3 separate regions of the Sus scrofa genome follow, and regions 1 and 2 are each linked to region 3. A link is a contact called in public HiChIP or PLAC-seq data. All regions are on one chromosome and are shown on one strand. Each heading gives the region's core, a stretch centred on a gene start, on an enhancer-like site or on the middle of the called end of the contact. The rest is flanking DNA. Distances are from core to core; before and after follow the strand shown.

What was found. HiChIP or PLAC-seq counts read pairs in DNA pulled down with a chosen protein or histone mark.
Region 1: a contact with region 3 is called in an H3K27ac HiChIP or PLAC-seq map of skeletal muscle. The contact joins two enhancer-like sites. A contact is called at or near these places in 2 of 47 Hi-C or Micro-C datasets (both in skeletal muscle) and 1 of 2 datasets of contacts at active chromatin or transcription factors (skeletal muscle).
Region 2: a contact with region 3 is called in an H3K27ac HiChIP or PLAC-seq map of skeletal muscle, with 5 times the contacts expected there. The contact joins two enhancer-like sites. A contact is called at or near these places in 5 of 47 Hi-C or Micro-C datasets (embryonic fibroblasts, heart right ventricle, mesenteric adipose tissue and 2 more) and 1 of 2 datasets of contacts at active chromatin or transcription factors (skeletal muscle).

The regions. Positions count from the first base shown.
Region 1 is chr11:15,362,291-15,364,990 of Sscrofa11.1, forward strand. All of the region lies in intron 1 of FOXO1 (forkhead box protein O1), which reads right to left. Among named protein-coding and RNA genes, the nearest start is that of FOXO1, 46 kb to the right of the region's middle. Within about 2 kb of position 1,256, at least 4 of the 83 cell types and tissues checked have an H3K27ac peak or open chromatin away from gene starts, as enhancers often do. A contact at or near this core is called in skeletal muscle, where this site is marked.
Region 2 is chr11:15,310,822-15,313,521 of Sscrofa11.1, forward strand. No RefSeq gene overlaps it. Among named protein-coding and RNA genes, the nearest start is that of FOXO1, 98 kb to the right of the region's middle. Within about 2 kb of position 1,335, at least 9 of the 83 cell types and tissues checked have an H3K27ac peak or open chromatin away from gene starts, as enhancers often do. A contact at or near this core is called in mesenteric adipose tissue and skeletal muscle, where this site is marked.
Region 3 is chr11:15,052,015-15,054,714 of Sscrofa11.1, forward strand. No RefSeq gene overlaps it. Among named protein-coding and RNA genes, the nearest start is that of FOXO1, 360 kb to the right of the region's middle. Within about 2 kb of position 1,282, at least 28 of the 83 cell types and tissues checked have an H3K27ac peak or open chromatin away from gene starts, as enhancers often do. A contact at or near this core is called in mesenteric adipose tissue and skeletal muscle, where this site is marked.

The sequences.
Region 1 (2,700 bases), core at 6-2,505, 310 kb after region 3:
TCCAATATGATAATATATTTTATTCGACAAGCTGCAATTCAGTCCTCATTTTTAGCAATCGAAACCACACTGCAGATAAAAGTCAGTTACTAGTACATGTCTACAGGAATAAATAATAGAAAAATAAAACTCTTAAAATTCACTGTGTGATATCATTTTATTCCCTGATGGAGGAGTAAGTGGATATTTCCAGGATAATTTCTATCTGTTCACAGGTGCTCAGTCACAATTACAAGCAGTCTAGGATCATAACTGGTGCTTAAAAGTTAATTAGCATCACTGTCAGCAATACACATATGAAAAGTTCCCTTCTCAACAGCTCCTGACTCTCAATTACACATCATGGGGACAAGGCCTCCACTTTTCCAGCACTGTCTCCAGTAATCCATCTCCAACTATACTACACTTCACAACTCCCTGAACACAGGGACCCTCTCCCACCACCATCCCTTTGTTCAGGCTGCTCCCAGCAGCACCCTGAATCTCCTCCCTGCCCAGCCCAGATCAGCCCCAGCCTGCTGAAATTCTACCCACACTTCTGCATTCATCTTAGGCATGGGCCGTATTTCTCCTGGTGCTTCCAACCTGACGTGACCTTCCCAGCCCCTGAAACCCCAGTACTCCCTTTTACATTTCTCTCCAGTTACTTGCCCTTAATATCTGTGTATCAGCAGCTATCTAAGCCCTGACCAGTTGTTAGCCTCGTAAGGCAGAAGCTGCGTCATCATGGGCAGCACAAAACGAAGGGATAATACCACTGGAGGTGCAGACTGGCAAAAACAAGCAAGTAGAGTATGGAAGGATGCCACGTATTACACCAACAGTGCCACCAACACTAACTGCTAAGAGATACTTCTTAATATCAGCAAACGAGTACTTAAAGCCAGTAAGTATAAACCTAATGCTCTGGAGAAGATGTACATGGACTGAACAATAAAAATATCAACAAATCTGAGGCAAGAAAAAATATATTCTGACACGATGATGATGCAGTGGAGTCTACTGAAAAGCATGTTCTATTTAACCAAAATACTGTAAAAACAAATTTGTTTGGGTTTTTTTTCCCAAATGTTAGATAGCAAGGTGAGGCAAATGTAAAAGCTGAAGATCAAAATAAGTCATTATTTTAGTGACCAAGCTGACTTTCAAACACCCTAAGTTGACAATTTACCAAAGTGAGGTTATATCATCCTTCAACACTGAGACTACACCACACCCATCCTGTCACCTGAAGCTATCTAGCCTGAAACAGACTATTTCAAGGCTTTGCAACACTTCAGAAGCAGTACACCTGCCCCTGTCAGTGGGGGAAAAGATTTAAAATGATTGCACATCATGTTCTCTCTCTTTTGGAAGGGCGGGCAGAGAGGCAGTGTGCCCACAGGGACTGAGGAAGGTGTGGAGGTGGATGTCCCTGCGAGACTACTTGCCAGGTGTCCCCCTGTCCCTGGATCCTCCCTGGGCCACACTTCCCTCTAAGGATCCTGCATCCTTGCCCATGAAACTTCTCATAGCCCCTCCTATTCCCACTTTCTAAAAAAAAAGCACATCTGATCACATCCCTGAACTTGCTTAAAATTCCCCTGGCTTCCTTTTTCCATTAGGTAAAGATCAAGTTCGTGTCAGACTTTCAGATCTGACCCTGCCTGCCTCTGCAGCCTTATTTCACCCTGCCTCTCCCTTCAGACTTGTGCTTAGGCTCCCAAAATACACTGTGTCACTTCAGGCTTCCCAGAGGCTCTCCATAAACCCCTCAGGTTGTTGCTGGGTGAAGACCTCCTGTCCCCCCTCAATGGAGGTCCCCACTGCCTCCTGCACCTCTCCCCTGTGCTTTGCCCCAGGTTCCTGTTATAGAAAGAGGCACACGGTGCTGGAACTCCAGAAAAATGGGAAAACTGGAGGACAGTGACTATGTTTTCTTGTCCTGCACCCCAAGTGCCTAGCAAAGTGCAGGAGACACAGCAGGGAGCCCGAGTATATGACGTCTCATCAGGGTGCAATCCTTGCACTACTATCACCTTCCAACTGACGGGAGGCAGACAACAGTCCATCCTAGTCACTAAATATGTGCACCAGAAAACCCACATTCTTCTTGAAGACACTTCTAGACTACACCCTCACTGACTTCCCATCTGAGGCTTCTTTACTTCATGCATCTATTCCAAAACTGCTCTACCACATGTCAGGACTGCACCGGGCACTATGAGTTAATAAGTGAAGGAATGGATGAATGAAAGAAGGATGATACGCAGACAAGATACCATCTCCATTCTCAGGAAACTGAGAGCCTTATGGGGGGATTCTACAATCCCAAATGCAGCATTCAGTAATCATTCCACGTCTTTTAGTATAGTACACACAGGCAATAAATACCTACACATCTGGTACCTTTATTTTCATTCACCACTTAACTTCCTTTGGCTACTAAAGTCATTTCTGTTGCCCTTGGGTGTCGCCCAAGTTTTACACCCTTATGACACACGGCAACAAAAAGGTGGAATGGAGGTGCCAACAAATGAAACCTGCACTTACAGAGAGGGAATGAAATCTCAATTCTAGCGGTGGAAGGAACTACAGAGACAGACTAGCCCAGCATCTTCATTTTACAGAACAAGTGGTCTGAGACAGAGACAAATTACATTAACTGTCTGGGGTCTTCAGCTGAACTCGACTTAGAATCGAGATCTCCTGTCTCGGCTC
Region 2 (2,700 bases), core at 85-2,584, 260 kb after region 3:
TACACAACAGAATGCCCAACCCTGGAAACATTCCGAGGCCTTTTTTTAGTTACCTAGAAATGACAAAGGACAGTATTTACTCCAGGAGGGTTTGCAGATTGGTGTGGCTGAGGGATCCAAGAATGCATTTTTTCTACGTCTCCCTCCCTATTCCTGCTCCTGCCAGTAACCGAGTGACAACAGAATTCTTGCTAGCCATCTATTTTTTTAATCATGTGATTTTCTTACAAAAGACAAGGCCAATTGTTGTTTCCAAAAAAAAGGGCACATGATAGCTATGTGAGATTCCATACAGCTGTTAGAGGCTTCCAGCCAGCCCCATCCAGGGTTTTGAAAATTACTCATGCTTTTAATGGAATACCAATTAAGACAGGAAAAAAAAAAAAGTTAAAAGGGAACTGGAACCTTAAAGTACAGGGTTCTAAGAACTGTTGAGATCTCATAAGATACATGCATAAGAATAAATGAAATTTTCTATTCCGGGTGAGTTTTATCACAAGTATTTCTAAACAGAACTGCCTGACTTCAGGAAATATCTTCTTTTTATCAAGTCATTGTTTTGGTAGGTGTGGTGATGTGAGGTAGGAAAAAGGTGTTACCATGGCAAAGAGAATAAGTACCTTCTTTTCAAAATAACATTTGATTTCAAAAAAATATTTGAACATTTCCAATTAATTTCAAAATCTGATTTTAAAAACCAGAACGCAAAAGCCATCTATTTTATGTAATTCTGTTCAGCAAAGGAGCCGTGGCGACAACCCAATGACACAGGCAAAAATTACAAGTGACAGTGTGTATGTCTTTCTCGGGGAAGGCCCGTGAGAACAAACCCACAGCTATCTCAGGGTGACCAGCTGTGTCAGAGAGGGCAGGAGTGTTCCAGGATTGCCACAACCTAGCTGTCTCTATAGACATGCGACCCTCCGGTGGGAGTGGGGAGGGTAAGCAGATTAACTGGCATCTCATTTCAGTCTTGTGTTTTTTTAATACAATTAATGTTATTACATTCAATCATCATAACCAAATTTTATAGCATTTCCATCCCAAACTTTCATCTCGGTCTTGTTATTGGCAGTTTTAAAGGTGAGATTTTAAAGCTGCCTGAGCCCACAAAAGAGCTGTGTGGTTGGGGGGCGGGGATTCCGTAGTCTGTAGGGATACTGGGCAAAGGAAAGCCAACGACCCCTTTGAGGCATTTCATCACTGCTTATATCCCCTCTCCTGCCTCTGAACTTTCCTTGGTTGAAGAAAGTGAATAGCAGCTCCAGACTTGTCCAAATACCTTAGGCTCCTTGGTCTGCCTTTAATTTGTTGGAATGCTGGCAGGCTCAGACTGGCTCACCCAAGAGGAATGCCTCTGGCTCTGCCCAGTGGCCAAGGGCACCGGCCAGTTGCCTTCGGCTCACTGGGAGCTTGGTGATGACCCAAGTCACCCAGGCCTGGCTTGGAATTTCTCAGAACGGTGGCTATAGGGCCACTTGGGAGGACCTATTTCGGATTATTATTATGGAACCGGACCTGAGCATGGCCACATGCCTGCACGTGGGAAAGGGGTCCTGAAAGTCACCTAGCCCACCTGTGCAAGTGCCAGCTGACCCGAGGGGCAGGTGGAGGCTTGAAGGGCAGGAGGGGGCTTGGAGTGGTACCTTGCTGAGGAGGAAAGGAGGAGAAAGGCATTCCAAAGTCTTCCAGAATGTGAACGGCTGGAAGCATAAAAGGGAATGGCTGTTGGCTGTGCCTGGGATGGGTGGAGGGAAGGACCCTGGCCGCCTTAGACTACCCTGTTCTATCCAGGCAGTGGGAGAACATTCCTGTTGGAGAATAAACCCCCAGCCAGAGACTGCTTCTTCCTGGGGGCTCCTGGTATGTCCACTGTGAAGTGAGGGCTCTAGGAAGTAATGAACTGGAAAACAGTCATTTGCTGATGGAACGAGCATATAATTAGCCACCCCAACACTTCAGGGTGACAAGAGCGGCTCATAATAACTGTGCTGGGCACAATTAGCCCAAGCCTGTCTTGGCCAAACCAGAATGCTTGGTCACCACTGTTTCAGGCCGGGCTCTGTGATAGGGTCTTAAGCCCTTTATTGGCCTCAGTAACTCCAGTTGGGTTGGTGTGATTATTTCCATTTGACAAACCTCGACAAGACCCGCAAAGCAGAACTAGCACCCTCTTCTATCTCCTTTCCAACTCCCGAACCTTCCCACAGAAAAGACCTCTGTGGATGCTTAGGGCGTTCAACTGCTGCCCTGCGTATCTTTCCTAGTCACTGACGTCTACCTGCCACCTGACGCCTCCCCCAAATTAAAGGGTTGGGCACTTGAATTTGACACTTCCTCTCCACCCTGGGTCCTGCTGTCCTTTTTGTTGGCTCTGAAGTCTAAGTGCGCGTCCCATTTGTTCTTCAGGCTTCCTCCTCCCCTGACCTCTTTCACTCTAGGGCCCCATCCTCACTGCCTGTCAATCACGGCAGGTGTGACCACACCCTGGACCTTAACACAACTTCCTGCTCTCTCACTCCCTTACTGCCATCCCACCGGTTCTTCTCTGTCATCCAAACTGCCAGTCCCTTCCCCCTTTGTCACATGCCGCAGTCAGTAGTGTCCTGGTAAATATCTAACCTGCTCTAGGGGGCAGCTATATACATCTGCATATTCACACATAAGTTCATTATGAATTTGCTGATATAAAGATGCATA
Region 3 (2,700 bases), core at 32-2,531:
TCTGATCTTTCATTTCTTTAAAATGGAGAGGAAACTAACTCCTATTTTACAAAGTCACTGGCCTGATCAGAGGAGACATGTGAAATTGTTCTAGAAACTCTAAAGCCCCATAAAGTCTAAGAGTTTATTATTGTAAGATCGGCCTTTGAAAGACACCAACATTAGCCCAAAAAATGTTGGTCATTTTTATGTGCACGCACATTTTTACAGTCCTTTATTTCTCTCCATAGACTTACATGAACACGGGTACATGTGCAATAGCTGACCTTCATTTCCAAAGGGTTTTAACTCGTGTGTGTGTGTGTGTGTGTGTGTGTGTGTGTGTGTGTGTGTGTGTTCTTGTCCCATTGCCTAGGGGGAAAGAATTGCAAGGAAGTTCTCTTTAACTGGGAGGATTCAGGAATGCAGAGCAAATGTTCAGAGGCAGCAGCCAAATTGGTAGCTTTTGGTGCTCCTTTCCATTGCATAGCACACCCTTAGCCAAATCAAAATGGAACCACAGCCTGGCCCACTCATCTCAACGTTCCCGTGGCCACATGTTCCCACTGCGGGGAGCACGGCGGCCAGGTCTCGTGTGTAGCCTGGGCAGGAGACCCTCCCGCAGGACCCTCGCCCCCCTGAGGTCTGAGCCCCCGGTTCCCGCTGACATGTTGGGCCAGCACCAGTCCTGCCCTGCGTGGATGTTCGCTCCCCAAAGAAATGGAACCCTGGCAAGTTCTTCACCCGCATTCTGGAAGCGGCTTCCCGAGGTTGCGCAAACACATTTGGCACAGGCTTCCGGGACCAAGAAGTTCTCTGGGTTGAATCGCAGAAACAAAATGTACTTGTCCTACTTCCGAGATCGTGTCTGCGGACTTGGCTCCCTTAGCCGAGGAACTGCCTCCTGGCTGACGTCACCCTGCCACCCGCCCCGGGAGGCAGCCCTCTCTGGGTTCAGCAGTTCAGGACCAGAAGTGAGAGAAGATGGGAGACCAGCAAAGGGAGTCGCCCTGGCTTGGCCGGGACGGGACGACGTGGGGAGAAATACACCACTTCTTACAACTAAAGAATCTTAAAATAGGAACGTGTTGGCACAGCCTGTGAGGAGGGGCCGTTGGGCTGAAAAACCCTCGGACGAGGGTCACTAGTGGCGATGTCACCCCACGCGTGAGGGGGGTTCTGGAGCGCCAGGCGCGGCCACACACGCCGCCTGGAAGCTCCGGTCCCCAGGGGCCCAGGAGGATATTTGACACCCAAACCGTAGGGATGAAATAATTCCTATGGAGAGCTCGTGCCTGGCCTTCTTGTCACGTTGCGTAATATCTCAGACATCCAGTGACTACATCTTCCCAGCCAAACCGAGGCGGGTCCTGCTGGCCCCGAGCACATTTCTCAACCTCAGGTTCTATCTCAGCACACAAAGTACCCAGGCTGCTCCAAGCATCTCCAAGGGCCATTCTGGAAAGCATTTTCTTTTCTTTAAAAGATCATCTTTCCCACACTCCTATTTTTCACCCATAAAACCTGGGATGTTTATTATCAGGCCAGACATCCCTGCTGTCTCAGACCCCATTGCCCCACGGAGGCTTTGTGCTCAGAATAAAATGAATGAGTTCTGAAAACTGTAAAATGTGCAGCACAGTGCTTGGTACGTAAGAGTTCAGTAACGTGGACTGTTGTTACTATTATTCATATCACACGGATGCACGAGTCCTCCTCCTTGGCCCCATGGTATTAATATCTGAAGATAGCAGCACATCACGTGCGGGAGATGGGGTGGGGAGGGGGACTGGCCTCAAGAACACGCAGCAGTAAATAGGCAGGGACTGAGGCTTTACGGTCCAAGGAAACACAGCCCTTCTTGATGTCCAAGGTGATGTACGGTTCAGATCCCAACTGAATTACGTGGTATGAAGGTCCCCCTCCTCCTTCCCTTCAAATATATGAGGTCTCTGGGTGCTCAAGTGTGATACACAGCCGTCGAGAGTGAAACCTTTGGCTCATCATCTTCGCAGACAAGGCTGAATAGGTCAGGAGGGTTTCCCACCCAAGTGCTCAAGTCAGACCCCCGGCTACAGCCCAAGAAAAAATAGTGGGGATTAGAAAATCCATCCTCCTCCCCTCCCCAAACCTCCTCCTGCTTCCAGTACCTACTACGGACCATCGTTTCTTGGTTACCGTGACTCCAAACTTCATTTTTTCATGCCTCCCCTTTGTTTTGCAGTCTGTATTATAAAAGAAAGAGCTCTCTTCTCCATATCCCCACTCCCTCCCCAGTTCAAGCCCTCGTGACAGGAATGTGACCTCAATGACTCCCCTGAACTCTTTGCTTCTGGAAGCATGACCCGCAGACCAGCAGCTGTGGCCCCACCCGGGAGCAGAATTCTGGGTCTTACCCTTGATCTACGGAGCCGAATCTGCACCTTAGGGATCCCCAGGTGATCTGTGTGCCCGTGGAAGCTGAGACGCGCGGGGCTGCCTGAGCCCTCCTTCCTGGGCTCCGACGGTTCTCCTGGAGCCCCGATGGCCGGATTACCTGGCTGGAGGCCATTTCCAGGCACGGCCAAGCTCCAAACCGTCAGCTTTCCCCAAGGACCACAGGCTGCGTGACTCCTTCATGTGTATACAGGGCTCTCAGAGTACAAAGCGTTTCCACTCTGCATTTTATCTACGGTCACATCTACTCTAACAGCAAGTTCCCGATAACACTCCAAATAGTCC